2 separate regions of the Muntiacus reevesi genome follow, and region 2 is linked to region 1. A link is a contact called in public Hi-C data. All regions are on one chromosome and are shown on one strand. Each heading gives the region's core, a stretch centred on a gene start, on an enhancer-like site or on the middle of the called end of the contact. The rest is flanking DNA. Distances are from core to core; before and after follow the strand shown.

Region 1 (7,332 bases), core at 2,348-4,847:
GGAAGATCCCCTGGAGAAAGGAATGGCAACCCACTCCAGCATTCTTGCCTGGAGAATCCCATGGACAGAGATGCCTGGTACGTTACAGTCCGTGGAGTCACAAAGAGACACAACTCAGAGACTAACACATTTTCCTAATGACTTTCAAATGGGCTTTATGGGTTCCCGCTGTTAGCTCACGCCCTGTGCCAGGTAGGCTGGGCACGTACCTTTGTGCGTGTCTCAGAAGCTGAGAGAGATAGTTTATTCTGCCACCCACTACAGTTTTCTAAGCATTTAATATTTTCATGTGACCAACCATACTAATACTTTAGGTAAAGGTATAAGAAACTTTTTCAAGTCTTTCAAGTCTTTTCTTGTGTAGCCATGAGTACATATCTGCTGTGATACCAACCTGACCACATATCTGTGAGAGCTTCAATTAATTCAAAATCAGATTTAAGATCAGTGGATCTAAGATGTGTTTTATTTTAATGCCCCTGCGTGCATGCTAAGTTGCTTCAATCACGTGCAACTCTTTGCAACTCCATGGATGGTAGTCCTCCAGGCTCCTCTTGAGGTCCATGAAATTCTCCAGGCAAGAATACTGGAGTGGGTAGCCATTCCCTTCACCAGAGGATCTTCCAAACTCAGGAATCAAACCCGTGGTTCTTACGTCTCCTGCATTGGCAGGAGGGTTCTTTACCACTAGATCCACCTGGGAAGCTCCTTAATGCCAAACTGTAACAAAGCAAGAAAGAACTTTTCATTAAAAGTTCTTACATAGTTCTTCAATGACACAAGATGAGTACTGCTAACACACTCCATGTGCTGGTAAAATAATTTGAGACAGTTAACAGATAATTTAAATTATAATAAATCCAAATATATTTTATTATCACTTTGGTAAGATGATTCATCAAAATTAGATGGTTAGGAAGTTCCCTAGTGGTCCAGTGTCTAAAACTTTGCATTCCCAAAGCAGGGGGACCTTGTTTGATATCTGACCAGGGAACTAGTTTCCCAGTGCTTCAGGGTGTGGCCCACTAAAAAAATAGCTAGGTACACAAATTCATTATTCTGAGCTTCTCAATCTTTTACACGTTTTGGCTTATAGAGGGGGAAAAAAAGGCATTTATATGGCATACTGTGGTCAATGAACGGGGTCCCAGGGTTTCAGCTGCCCCTGACCTCTCTAGGATCTGAGATCAGTATGTCAGCATGTTAAATGCAGACTGTGGCTTTCAACCTTAAAGTTGCACTGGAGTCACTGAGGAACTTAGAGAAAAAAAAAATGTTGATTCCCTCTCCTCCCATGACCCCTAGAGATTTATTTCATTGGTCGAGAATCATGACTCCCAGGTGACTAAAGTGTGACCAAGGAACCACTGCATTAGAAGATAGCCAAGGAAACTTTAAAAACCTATCAGACTCACACATGTTCCCCAATATTCACAGCAGTATTAATGTGCTGCTGCTGCTAAGTTGCTTCAGTCATGTCCGACTCTGTGTGACCCCATAGACGGCAGCCCACCAGGCTCCCCCATCCCTGGGATTCTCCAGGCAAGAACACTAGAGTGGGTTGCCATTTCCTTCTCCAACACATGAAAATGAAAAGTTAAAGTGAAGTTGCTCAGTCATGTCCGATTATTAGCAACCCCATGGACTGCAGCCTACCAGGCTCCTCCGTCCATGGGATTTTCCAAGCAAGAGTACTGGAGTGGGGGTGTCATTGCCTTCTCCAAGTATTAATGTGAGAGTTGGACTATAAAGAAAATCAAGCACTGAAGAATTGATGCTTTTGAGCTGCGGTATTGGAGAAGACTCTTGAGAGTCCCTTGGACTGCAAGGAGATCCAACCAGTCCATCCTAAAGGAAAGCAGTCCTGAATGTTCATTGGAAGGACTGATGTTGAAGCTGAAACTCCAATACTTTGGCCACCTGATCCGAAGAGCTGACTCATTTGAAAAGACCCTGATGCTGGGAAAGACTGAAGGTGGGAGAAGAAGGGGACAACAGAAGATGAGATGGTTGGATGGCATCACCGACTCAGTGGACGTGACTTTGAGCAAGCTCCATGAGTTGGTGATGGACAGGGAGGCCAGGCGTGCAATAGTCCATTGGGGTTGCAGAGTCAGACACAACTGAGCGACTGAACTGAGGACATGGAAGCAACCTAGAAATCCATCAACAGATGAATGGATAAAGAAGATGTGGAACACATATACAATGGAATATTAGCAATAAAAAAGAACAAATTTGAGACAGTTCTAGTAAGGGGGATGAACCTAGAGCCTGTACTACAGAGTGAGGTAATTCAGAAGAACAAATATAGTCTATTAACGCATACATATGGAATTTAGAAAAATGATACTGATGAACCTATTCACAGGGAAGGAATGGAGACACAGGTATACAGAAGGGACTCATGGACACAGTGGAAGGAAAGACTGGGAGAAAAGGAGAAAGTTACACTGACACATGCACTACCACATGTAAAAGAGATAACTGGTGAAAAATTGCTATATTACACAGGGAGCCCGGCTTGACGCTCTGTGAAGACCTAGAGGGGTGGAAAGTGGGGATGGGTGGCATGCTCAAGCTCGGGATATATGTATAATACCGGCTGATTTTTATAAAGCAATTTTCCTCCAGTTAAAAAAATAAAAACCTATCAGACTCATCTAGCTTCCAACTTGAACACATGTATGTGTGCAGGGTTTTTGGGGTTTTTTTTTTCTCACAGAAATATAAACAGAAAAAAACAAAGTCACAAAGTTCAAAACATGAAAGTGAAACCCATCTTCCCCCAAGTTTAAAGACCCAATTTTTTAAGCTTATGTGCATATGTCTGCATTATTTGTATCTAGAGAAATAACTTTCATTTACACCAAAGAAAGCATACTGCACAGTATTCCACACTTTGTAGCAAATTCATTCATTACATCATGAATCGTGCTGTTGAGTATGTGGTTAGAAAGTAATTCACATGTCTACACAGTTTTTAACCACTTCCCAGCTGTTGCTCATTTGGGCTATTGTCACTTGCCTGGCAATAAACACCATTATACATTATATGCATCGTGAGGAACTCTAGTAAATATTTTTATGAGGTAAATTTCTAGAAGACAGACCACTGAGTGAGTTCAATAAACACCATTATACACAGATCATACGCATCGTGACGAACTCTACTAAGTATTTTTATGAGGCAAATTTCTAGAAGACAGACTCCGGGTGAGTTCAATGAACACCATTATACATAGATTATATGCATCGTGACGAACTCTAAATATTTTTATGAGGTAAATTTCTAGATGTAAGACCCCTGAGTGAGTTCAATATACACCATTATACATGGATCATACGCATCGCGACGAACTCTAGTAAATATTTTTATGAGGTAAATTTCTAGAAGACCCCTGGGTGAGTTCAAAATCTAGATAAATGTGGTGGGCTCAACAAACGTTTTAAAAGAACTGGGGAAGCCTACGTCTGTAAAACACACGACTGAGACGGTCACTTCGGAGGTCCCGGCGGAGCGCTGCGAGACGGCGGTCGCGGTCACGCGGGGTCGGCAGCCGGCGACGCCTCAGAGGCCGCCCCGGGGGCGGGCGCGCTGGGTCACGTGGGCGGCGGCGCCCCGCCCCGCCCCGTCACGCGGAGCGCCACGCGGCCTCCGGTTTCCCTGGCCGGCTCAGTATCCTCACGCGGGGGCGCTGCGGCCGGGTCTCGCGGAGGTGGGGCAGGGAGCCGGGGAAGGTAAGTTCTATTCCCGCCGCGGGGTTGGGCGGCCGTGCGCGGGGCGGAGCTCGCGAGACTCGCCGCTTCCGGCCGGGCGGCGGGCCGGGGCTCGGGCTTCCGGCGGCGGCGGAGACCGGGAGTGGGTTCGCGGTTGCCCTGCTGATTTTCCTCCCGGCTCTTGTGAGCGCTGCGGCCCCGCCGCCCTAGACGCTGCTCTCCATATCCGTGAACCCTCAGCGCAGGCTTCCGCCTGGGCGCTGTTAGCCCATCGAGCTTGTTCACCGTCAAGGCTGGTCCTCACTCCGGACCTGCAGCTTCCATTCAGTTCAGTTCAGTTGCTCAGTCGTGTCCGACTCTGCGACTCCATGGACTGCAGCAGACCAGGCCTCCCTGTACATCACCAACTCCCAGAGTTTACTCAAACTCATGTCCACTGAGTGGGTGATGTCGTCCAACCATCTCATCTTCTGTCATCCGCTTCTCCCGCCTTCAATCTTGCCAGCATCAGGGTCTTTTCAAATGAGTCAGTTCTTTGCATCAGGTAGCCAAAGTATTGGAGTTTCAGCTTCAGCATCACTCCTTCCAATGAATATTCAGGACTGATTTCCTTTCGGATGGACTGGTTGGATGTCCTTGCAGTCCAAGGGACTCTCAAGAGTCTTCTCCAACACCACAGTTCAAAAGCATCAATTCTGTGCTCAGCTTTCTTTATGGCTCAGCTCTCACATCCATACATGACTACAGGAAAAACCATAGCCTTGACTAGACGGACCTTTGTTGGCAAAATAATGTCTCTGCTTTTTAACAGCTGCCTCCATGGGCCGTTTTTTAACAAGTTTTCCTGGCATTGGGCTTCCCTCATAGCTCAGTTGGTAAAGAATCCGCCTGCAATGCAGGAGACTCTGATTCCTATTCCTGGGTTGGGAAGATCCCCTGGAGAAGGGAAAGACTACCCACTCCAGTATTCTGGCCTGAAGAATTCCAAAACGTCGAACAGGACTGAGCGACTTTCACTCTTCTTAGCATTATTGCTTTGAAGCATATAAAACCTGCCCCAGAGTTGCCACAGCCCCAGCTGTGGATAGCCCTCTTGGGTATCCATCTCCTGAAGTCTGCAGGCAGAATGATCACCCACGTCTTGACAGCCATGCTCCCGTTGTCTCTGGTTCTTGAGCTTGGTGTTGACAACTGCAGGTTGTCTTGACTCAAACGTTTAACACAGCTTGAAGTCCTTGCTCACAGGCTATCAGAGCTGGGGGGACCCTTAAGAGAGGACCGCCACAATGATTGCGTAGTTTACCACGCCCAGGACCCACCCTGGACACTTGACTATCCTGAGACTTCTGTCCCTCACCACCATCCTCATTGCAGGACTTCGTTATAGCTGCACACACTGCAGCGCAGTGAAATTAGGCGACTTCTCACAAGTTACACAGAGCCGGGGTTCAAACCCAGGTGAGCACACTTGCTACTCTAAGGCCTCTAATGTCGCAGATGACAGTTGCGGATTCCAGGACTGGCTGCTCAACTTTTAAATTGTTAGGGAAGATGGTGACTGCAGCCCTGAAATTAAAAGACTCTTGCTCCTTGGAAGAAAAACCATGACCGACCTAGACAGCATATTAAAAAGCAGAGATATTATTTTGCCAACAAAGGTCCATCTAGTCAAGGCTATTGGTTTTTTCAGTAGTCATGTATGGATGTGAGAGTTGGACTATAAAGAAAGCTGAGCGCCAAAGAATTGATGATCTTGAACTGTGGTGTTGGAGAAGACTCTTGAGAGTCCTTTGGACTGCAAGGAGATCCAACCAGTCCACCCTAAAGGAAATCAGTCCTGAATATTCATTGGAAGGACTGATGTTGAAGCTGAAACTCTAATACTTTGGCCACCTGATGTGAAGAGCTGATTCATTTGAAAAGACCCTGATGCTGGGAAAGATTGAAGGCAGGAGGAGAAGGGTACGACAGAGGATGAGATGGTTGGATGGCCTCACCAAAGCAGTGGACATGAGTCTGAGTGAACTCCAGGAGTTGGTGATGGACAGGGAGGCCTGGCATGCTGCAGTCCATGGGGTTGCAGAGTCGAACACGACTGAGCGACTGAACTGAACTGATTCTGTTTTAAACATTCGTTGACACAAGTCTTGCACATTGGCTTTCCTAAATTAAAAAAAAATCAGGACCATCATCTAAGGATATGTATATGTGGCATATACACACAAACATCTTCGCTAAAAGGTTTTGTACCTTCAAGATAGCTTATGTGCATGCCACCTATTTTTGATAAATCCATGGATGCTACTTAGATAAAATGGTAAGATTTATATATCAGTGTTCACAAAGTTTAGACATAAGATCTCAGTTTGAATCTTCACTGTGATTTGGTGAGTTTGGGCAAGCTTTTGTTAAAGTCTTTTACCCTTAGTTTTCTCATCTGGAAAAGAGGCATTTTTTCTGATGATTAATGAATTCATATATGCAGATTTCAAGCAGTTGGCACTCACTGAAGGGTAGCTAGTTTTATCTGTTATTATTCTGCCAGACAAAGAAATCTAAAGCTATGGCATTTCTCATCTCTGAACCTAAAGCAAAGGTGTCACCTTGGAGCTTTGCATTCTGATAAGCATAGGCCAAGTCCCCAGACTCAGTAAAAGCAACTTTGTGCTTTTGTGCTCAAGAATAAGAAGAAATTCCTTTAATTTCATGTTTCTTTTGTCCCCACCGTCTTACAGAAACTTAAGTTATGCTAAAAAGATTCCCTATGCTGGAAAGGTATCTAATAGAGACAGAGGATTCATTTAGCTAATTAGTAATTTTATGTGGTGTTAGCACCTTTAGAAACCTAATTTTTGGTACAGTCCAAAAAATATTTCTTGAAGAGAACTGTGGAAGAAAATGACTCAACATTTCTTTAAGCAGTTTTCTTCTAGCTCCCATACTGAGTAATGCAGTTTAATTTTTAATTTTCTTATTTTAAGAGTCTACTGTCTTAAAGTTGACTCAACACAGAGGAGATGTGTAGGAGTATATGAATAGTGCATCAAAGTAACAGTAATTAAGGTGAACACAGTGACTTCTTTGCTGAATGGACCGTGATATTCACATTATTTAATTAAGAATAATATGGGTGTTAATTATAGTCACCAGATATCATAAATAGACCACCTATGATGCTTAGAGGGAACAATTATTTGAAGTATGAGATAATACTTTTCTAAGCAAAATGCAACACTGATCGTATTTCTCTGAAACCTTTATCATTTAGCCCCAGCTTTCTCTGCTCGTTTCTTATCAGCCCATGCAAAGTTCCCTACAATTTTCCTTGGTTGGGGGGGAACCCTGCAAAGGCTCTAAGAGACTGAAATGAGAAAGGATAGTGTTTGGTTCTCATTTATTTGGAAGTTCAATAGAATTTAATTAACTTCTGATGCTAATCCATATCTCACGTGTTTTGGTACTTGCTTGAGTTATGTATTTCTTTTCTATTTGTTGCCTGGAAAAAGAAAAGTAAGAGGACTGTAGGTTTATTTCTTCCTCCATGGCAAGTCTTGAAATAAGCTGTACAAAAATTTCAAATAGTCCATTCATGATCTGTTTACATATACATTC
Region 2 (7,332 bases), core at 2,402-4,901, 300 kb after region 1:
GCTATCCTACCCCTCCTCCCCCTACCCCATTCCAAATGCAGCTACAATTTAAAGTAAGGAGCCCTACTTTGATAAGGGTGGAAAGTGTAACAGACCAAGTATGTATCATTCTCCTGGAGGACAAAAGCTGGGCCATCTGCCCACTGCTGGCAGCTTTACTGTGATGGGGGAGCCCCGTTCGGCCTGAGTCAGGAGGAGGGGCCCTGTGGGAGGTTTGGCTAAACACACCATTTTTCAGCTGTCAGAAGTTCCCAGTCTTACCCCGATTCCTGCTTTATCAAGTCCCTTAAAGTGTTTCCGTGGCCAGAGTGACAGTGAGGCCTGGGGACGGAACTGGTTAAGTCAGAAACGAGGCTGGGACCAACCGTAACTGTCAGATCAGTTTACTTCTTCCTCCTCTCCCTGCATATTACCACTTTTACTACCAGCCTTCCAGAAGAAAAGGCACCCAAGGACTACACTCAGAAAGGTAGAAGGGCAATGTTGTGAAGTAATTAGCCTCCAACTAATAAAAATAAATGAAAAAAAAAATTTTTTTTTAAATTAAAAAAAAATAAAATGACCAAAAAAAAAAAGAAAGGTAGAAGGGCTTGAAAAAGTCTTCTCCCGTTCCCTTCTCTGCCTCTGTACAGACTAACCAGACCTCTTAATTTGCATACACAGAGATGGAAACAGACAGTAATAATATTCATAGGCAACAGAAGTAGTCAGGAGTAAGGAAAGCCATTGACTTTGGTACCTTTGCCTATAAAGTGAACATAAATAATCAAGAACTAAGCAGTGGGCTGGAAGAATTTTTGATCTGCTATTTCTTAAGACAATGGCATATAAATGTGGGGGCTTTTGGACTCAAAGCATTCTAAAATTTAATCCCAAGCACGAAGCGCTAAGGTGTAGGAGGCAGAAACCAGGGGAGGAAAACAAATAGCACTCTCTTCTTGGGTGCCAGCAGTCAAGCAGGTCAGGGCACGCTGGGTGCTCCTGTCGCTTCAGCCTCCCTGGGGAGCACCCCTTCCCTGGGTGGCCTCCTCACCCACCCGCTTCTTCCCTCTGATCCAGTCTCTCAGTCTTGCTGTAATCAGCTGTACGGTTTGCCAGTTGTCCTCCAAGATGGCTGGCTGAACCACTGCCCCCAGAGGTGCCTCCCCACCCCTGTGTGTCAGTTATCTGCTCCCTGGGTCTGTTTCTGACTGCAGGTTGGCCTCCTCCGGCTGACTCCTTCCTCTCCGGTTTCTGAGCGTTTTTTCCTCTTTACATACCCTGACCTACCTTCTTCCCTCTTGTCACTCCTTCCACGCCCTCCCCTAGGAACAGAGACAGACTTATCTCTCCATCTTGCAGGGCTGAGTTTCTCTCCACTGTCTGCCCGCCTATCTGGCTTCCCGCACTCGGGGCCTCGCACTCCATGCTGGCGCTGCTCTCTCCCCTGCAGATGCACCTGTCTACGAGTAGCTACTGACACAAGCAGTTTTTCTTTATTTCCTCGCCTTCCTACTGCTGAGTATACATTGACTTCCCAGTTATACCTGAGACCTTTCCCCCCCCTGAGATTTCACAGGTGTGTGCAAGGCTTCTCCTTGTGCACGCCCTCCTCCCTGCACTCCTGTAGTTTTTGTAGTCTCTGGTGGGTAACACATATGCCCTGGAATGTACATTCATGCGCCCACTCAATCTGTGAGTGCCATCTGCGGGCATGTCCCTGAGTGTCTCCTGCTGTTTACACGTACACTGTTAGGGGAGTTCTGGCACTTCTCGAGCGGTGCACAGCCGCGTGCTCCCCCTGCGTGCAGCCTTCTGTATGGGGGCGCCTCTGAAGGTTAAGTCTCCCTTGGCCCAGGTTCACACCTCTCCTGCCGTTTTGCATATGGCTCTGGGCCTTCCTTCGAAGCATTTAAAGTGCCTGGCACTAGTGGGAGCTCAACAGATGTTAATTCCTTTCTCCACTTTTATCTGAACAACTGTGTGTGTCCGGGTGTCCTCCCGGCCTCTGCGCCTGCTTTATGAGATCAGTTAATCGGTGCGTGTTTCCTTGGCATGGGCTCGGCTCTTCGTCGGGATGCCCTGCGGGTTCTCTCCTCCACGGATGTCTCTCTTCTCGGAGCGACTGTTAACCGGTCTCTCAGATGATCTATGCCTTCCCTTTCACGATGCGTCCACTCTGCCTCCCTCACCCACACACGGTACTGCATGGCCATAAACGGCGTCCCCAGGCACTCCGCTTGCTGCGTCCCTTGGCAGTGCCTTCCACCCTCTCTCATTTATTTTTTTAAAACCTGCAAACGCGTTCCTTGGTTTGTCCTCCAACCGCCGAGTCTGTGAGCCTTCGCTGAGCTCGAGTTGTGCGTGTGTGTGTCCACGGGTCTCTCTCCGGAAGGCGGAGCGGGGTGCGACACCCGAGTCTGCCCAGAATGCTGTGTAACCACCTCCCCAAGCCCCGCACCCCGATCCCGGTCTCTCTCTAGGTCAGTGAGTCCGCCCCAGCCGCGAGCGACGCGTCTTTGGGGGATGCGGAGCCACCGAGAATCCTCCTCTCTCGGGGACCGAGGTCCTTGCTCCCGGGTGAGCGCTGTGTGTGTGTGTGTGTGTGTGTGTGTGTGTGTGTGTGACTCCCCGGTTCTCTGGGAACGCGAAGCGCCCCTGTGCCCGACTCCCTCCAAGTGTAAGGTGTGCCCCCCTCCGCCCGCGGACGCGGAGCGCCCGTGTCAGCCTCTGCGAGTACACGGTGGGCACCCACCCCACCCACCCCTCCACGCCCCGTACGCGACCGCCCGTGTGGCCCCAAGTGCCTGCGGTAAGTGTGTGTCCCACCTTCACACGCGGAGCGCCTGGGTCCCGGTCTCTCCGCGGCTCTACGGTTAGGACTCTCCCCCTCACCCCACCAAAAGCGGACGGCTAGTGCCAGCCGGTCCTCTCCGTTCGGTATCTGGACGCTGCCCTCCCCCCATCCACCCCCAAACGTCGTGGGGGCAGAGGAGCCATCTCACTCGTCTCTTCCCTGGTTGCCTCTCTCCCTCAGCGGGACCGAAAAGGCTAGAAAAGCCCCGCGGGCGCCGTCGGAAAGTCCCCGCGGCTCAGGGGCTGCGGCGGCCTCGGCCCCGCCGCCAGGGGCCGCCCGCCCGCCCGCTCGCCTCCCCCGGCCACACGCCCCGGCGCCCGGCCGGCCCCGGACGGTGGCGGCCGTCAGCCACCCTAGCCCGGCCCTGCCCGGCCCCACCGCGGCGCGCGCGGACGGCAGCCGAGGCGAGTCACCGCTCCGCCGGCCCCGAGCCAGGTGCCGCCGGGTCGGACAGGGGGCGGCGCGGCCGGGGACGCCCTCTCCCCTCTGTCCGAGCCCGGGCCGGCTCAGCCGCCCGGCCTCACCTTGTGGCTCTGGTAGGTCTCGAGCGCGCGGATCGCCGTCTCGGTGAGCTTCACATGCAGTACGGTGATGTGGTCCTGTCCCAGTCGCCCGCACGACAGCCCGTAACGCTGCTCCTCCCGCAGGCCCGCCGCCGCCGCCGCCGCCCCCCCCGCCGCCATCTTAAACTCCCCGGGGTGCCGCCGCCGACGCCGCTCGGGCTTCAGCCTCCACTGCGGCCGCGGCTGCTCGGGCGTCTGCAGCCGCCGCCACAGCTACGGCCATCCCGCTGCTGACGTACTGTCATATACTGCGCGCAGGCCAGACCTCCGGCGGCCACGGCCGCCGCCCGCCCCGCCCTCCGGTCTCGCGCCCCGCCCCGGGCTCGTCTCATTGGCCCCCGGGGCTCCTTAGGACCGCCCTTATTGGCCGCCTCCCACTCTCACGGGGGCGGAGCTCAAAGTCGCCGGAGTTTTGCTCCCGGGACGGGACGTCCGAGAGGTGAGAGGCTGACGTCGAGGTGACGCGCCAACTTAATCACACCTGACGTCACGCCTGGTGGGCTTGCCTCACTGGCGGCCATTGGCCAGGCTGGTTTGGGGGTGTTTGTGGGGGAGCCTCCTGCTAGTTTAGGGTGTCCAGGTTGCCTGGTCTGATTCCCTGGAGTCCGAGCCCCGCTCCTTGAGGGGTACAGAGAGCTGGGAGTGTAGGGGGGGAGACTCTCTTCCTGTGCTGGTGGTCCTTGGAGAGGGAGATTCCCTACCCCAAATTGGTGGCCAAGTAAGGACTTCGTTCCCCGACGGCTGCTTTAGCCTGTGGAGTAGGATGTGTGCGTATGAGGGAAGCTCGCAGTCACTTGTGGAGAGTCGCTCCTCAGAACTCGTCGCTTTGATGAGCGGCTGGAACTGGGGAGAAGGACGCTCTTCTTCATCATTTGGCCCGAAATTTGAAATTAGCGAGTTGGCCCCCGGCTTTGAAGAATTCTGCTAGATTGTGTGAAGCCTCTTAACGAACGTGAAACTAGCTTAGGAACCAGTGCCTGACGCTTTGGTGCTGTGGGCACAGCAGAAAACGGAAATTGAAGGGTTTTCCCACGCCGTGCCCGGTTGCCATCCTGGAGAGAGAAATGTATTCCGTTCCTTTGGACTTCTCCAAAGTAGGCGCAGGGTTGTGTATAAATTATGCATGCACGCATGGGACTTGGGGCGGCACTTAGGGTTTTCCTTTCGAAGGGCAGTAGGAGAGTTTAAGTGGCCTTCACTTATATTAAGAGACACAGCGACATCATGCCCCGGTTTAGTCTGAGTTCTGTCCGTTTCATTTGACAGGGAGGTGTTTGAGCTGTTGCTATTAAGTGGAGGAGACTGGCGTGTGAGGGGGTGAGGAGGCTGGGCGCACTTTCCGTTCCTCGCGACGCTCCGTGTGTGGGCGTGGCTAAGGGAAGACGCCTAATCCCGAGCGCTCTTCAGCGCTGCGTGTGGATCGACTGGACAGGCTTCCCGTCAGACGATGAGTTAACCGGGGATCAGCGACGCCAGATATTAAAAAAGCAAGCTATTCAAAGGCTTGAAACTACTGCAAGGTCTTTTTTTTTTTTTAATTACTTAAAAAAATTTTGAGACTCTTTTTTGTTTCCCTCAGATTATAAAACTCCGTTGCGTTTGACAGGGATTTCCCCAGAAAAAAAATGTATAGGCATTTAATCAGTGTTTCCCATACTTTTAAATTGGATAGTGCCATTATTTTTTTCCAGACAGGTCCAAGGGGGAGTTTTCCATGATTCACCTCCCGCTTTTAATCAATCCTCTACCGTTCATGCACACTACCTCTTGATTCAGACCCTTGAGCCTTACAGATGACAGAACAGATTACAGATTCGTCCTGTAAACAAATTACTGAACGAATCCTTCTTCCATAGAATATGGGTTAAGTGGAAACGCCTGTATTAAGTGTTGTTACCAGGAAAGCATTTTTGAAATGGACTTAATTTCAATCCACTAGATTCTGCTAGCTGTTAAGACATGATTAACACTTGTTAATCTAGTTTACTAGTGTTTAACTATCTTAAATTCATTAAATAAACCAGGCAATCACAAAATAATTTAAAAAGTAATTTCATACTTGAATTATTCTTTTCTCCTGTTGGCTTTACTTTAATAGGGAAGGACTGACCACATATCCAAAGCTTTAATTATTTGGGGGTGGGGGTGGGGGAGACTGACCAGAACAAGTAAAACCTGTATACCATTCCTTTTTTGGTGAAGGTGGGTAAATCCCCGCCCACATGGCATCTTAACTTGGCCTCCTCTTACTCAGAACTTCTGATGACATCCATAGGGTGGGGAAGGAGTGGGGAAGGGTGGTTTTCACTGTAGTTTTTAAATGTCTGACCTGCAGGCACTTAATAGAAATTGATTTTTTTTTCTTAGTTGTGATAAGAAAAAATTTTTCATGCTGTATTTTAGTGAGTAACCTAATCTTTCAGCGAGTATTACAGTATATTATTGTAGTGAGTTAATGTTTGTATTTTCTCCCTTTGGAGCATTTCAACTGTGGAAGGAAGCAATGACCATGTGTTAATACAAAGTAATAGGGTAATCCAGTTATGTGTTTCTTCACTACAAAGTACACATTATGCCTGCCTGAATCTGTTGGGCAAGTTGTGATGCTGATAAGGGTAATTCTTTCTCAGGGGGCTGATGAAAGTAGCTCTTTGGGAAGTTTGCCATTTTATAGTTATTTTCAGTTTCTTGTTATTACTCAGTTTCATTGACAAACAATTATTGAACGCTAAATAAATGTAAAATGCTGTGGAATATTTAAAAATTAAACAGCATAGACTCTTATTTAAAGGGATTTTCTGTTTGAATATGGGGAAGGAACCAACAAACTCAAAGCAAAGAGATTAGAGAATTAGTAAGTGCTAAATTTGGGTGGTAGAGTTTATGAGCTTAAACTTCAAAGAAAGAGTCTGGAGAAGTTTTGTAGAGGTGTAGACCTTGAACATTTTTTGTGGTTTTAGTAGATTCTAGATAAGTAGAGCTGGTATAGATGGGGAGGGGCCAGCTAAAAGTGATCTTAATGATGATTCTAGCTAAACTCATTCATTTTATGAATGAGGAGGCTGAGACACCATTAATTTAAAAGCAAGCTGCCTAATCTATTACAACTAGAAGAGGCAGAGTCTGCATCAACTCTTTTAGTATTGTTCTAGTCACTATTTAGACTGAGGTAGCTATTGTTTAGACTTAATAACTGAGAAGAAATCTCTTATATGATAATTCAGTGCAGAAAAAAGGCTAAAAGGAAGTGACCTGGTTCTGGACCTGCTCTATCTCTCATGTCTAGTGTGCATTGCAGACAGAGGTTGTGTGAACATTAAGGCCACCACTGGCCTTCAAGTGCTGGGTCACCCCTCTTTCTGAGTTGCCATGTATTTAATGACAGTTTCTCACTTCTCCTTTGAAACTGAAGTCACCAATTCAGGTGCCTTCAGGGACCATTAGGTACCCAAATAAGCCAGACAGTATGCCATAGGTACTGAAGGTGCTGGACCGTGGTGAGTTATGGGTGATTAAAAGGCTCAGTGACTTTCTGGTCTGGCTGTTTGCTGCTAGGGGCATGCAGGGGCCCAATGTTGTCTGATGTTGTAATTTTTCAAGAAAAGCTGTAAATCAAACATTTTTACATGAGCTTTCTAAGTTTATATTGGCACCTAACATTTTGTGGACATTAAAGTTGCTTGGCCTGAGTTAGCTCACAGCTTTCTAGTTTTCAATCTCTGCTGTAATGCTTTTCAGTGTGGAAAGGCCTTTCTGTCTTATATTGATACATATCTTAGTACTTTTGAGAGTTATTTCTTAAAGCCACTTATAGAATAGTTCCTACTAATGTGTTAATCCAATTTGAAGATATTAGTAGGAACTATTAAAAAATGGGCTCCTAAATCACTGCAGATGGTGACTGTAGCCATGAAATTAAAAGACGCTTGCTCT

What was found. Hi-C and Micro-C count contacts between places; a contact is called where the count stands out from the background.
Region 2: a contact with region 1 is called in a Hi-C map of muscle, with 3 times the contacts expected there. The contact joins the promoter of ELL2 here to the promoter of RFESD in region 1. A contact is called at or near these places in 2 of 3 Hi-C or Micro-C datasets (blood and muscle).

What each region holds. Positions count from the first base shown.
Region 1 is chr1:270,943,279-270,950,610 of mMunRee1.1, forward strand. It overlaps RFESD (Rieske Fe-S domain containing), which reads left to right and starts at 3,598. Exons shown (of 4, transcript XM_065917805.1): 1 at 3,598-3,741.
Region 2 is chr1:271,245,529-271,252,860 of mMunRee1.1, forward strand. ELL2 (elongation factor for RNA polymerase II 2) reads right to left here and starts at 3,652. Exons shown (of 12, transcript XM_065918138.1): 1 at 3,361-3,652. The coding sequence starts at 3,519. It overlaps LOC136155962 (a long non-coding RNA gene), which reads left to right and starts at 3,803. Exons shown (of 6, transcript XR_010660891.1): 1 at 3,803-3,838.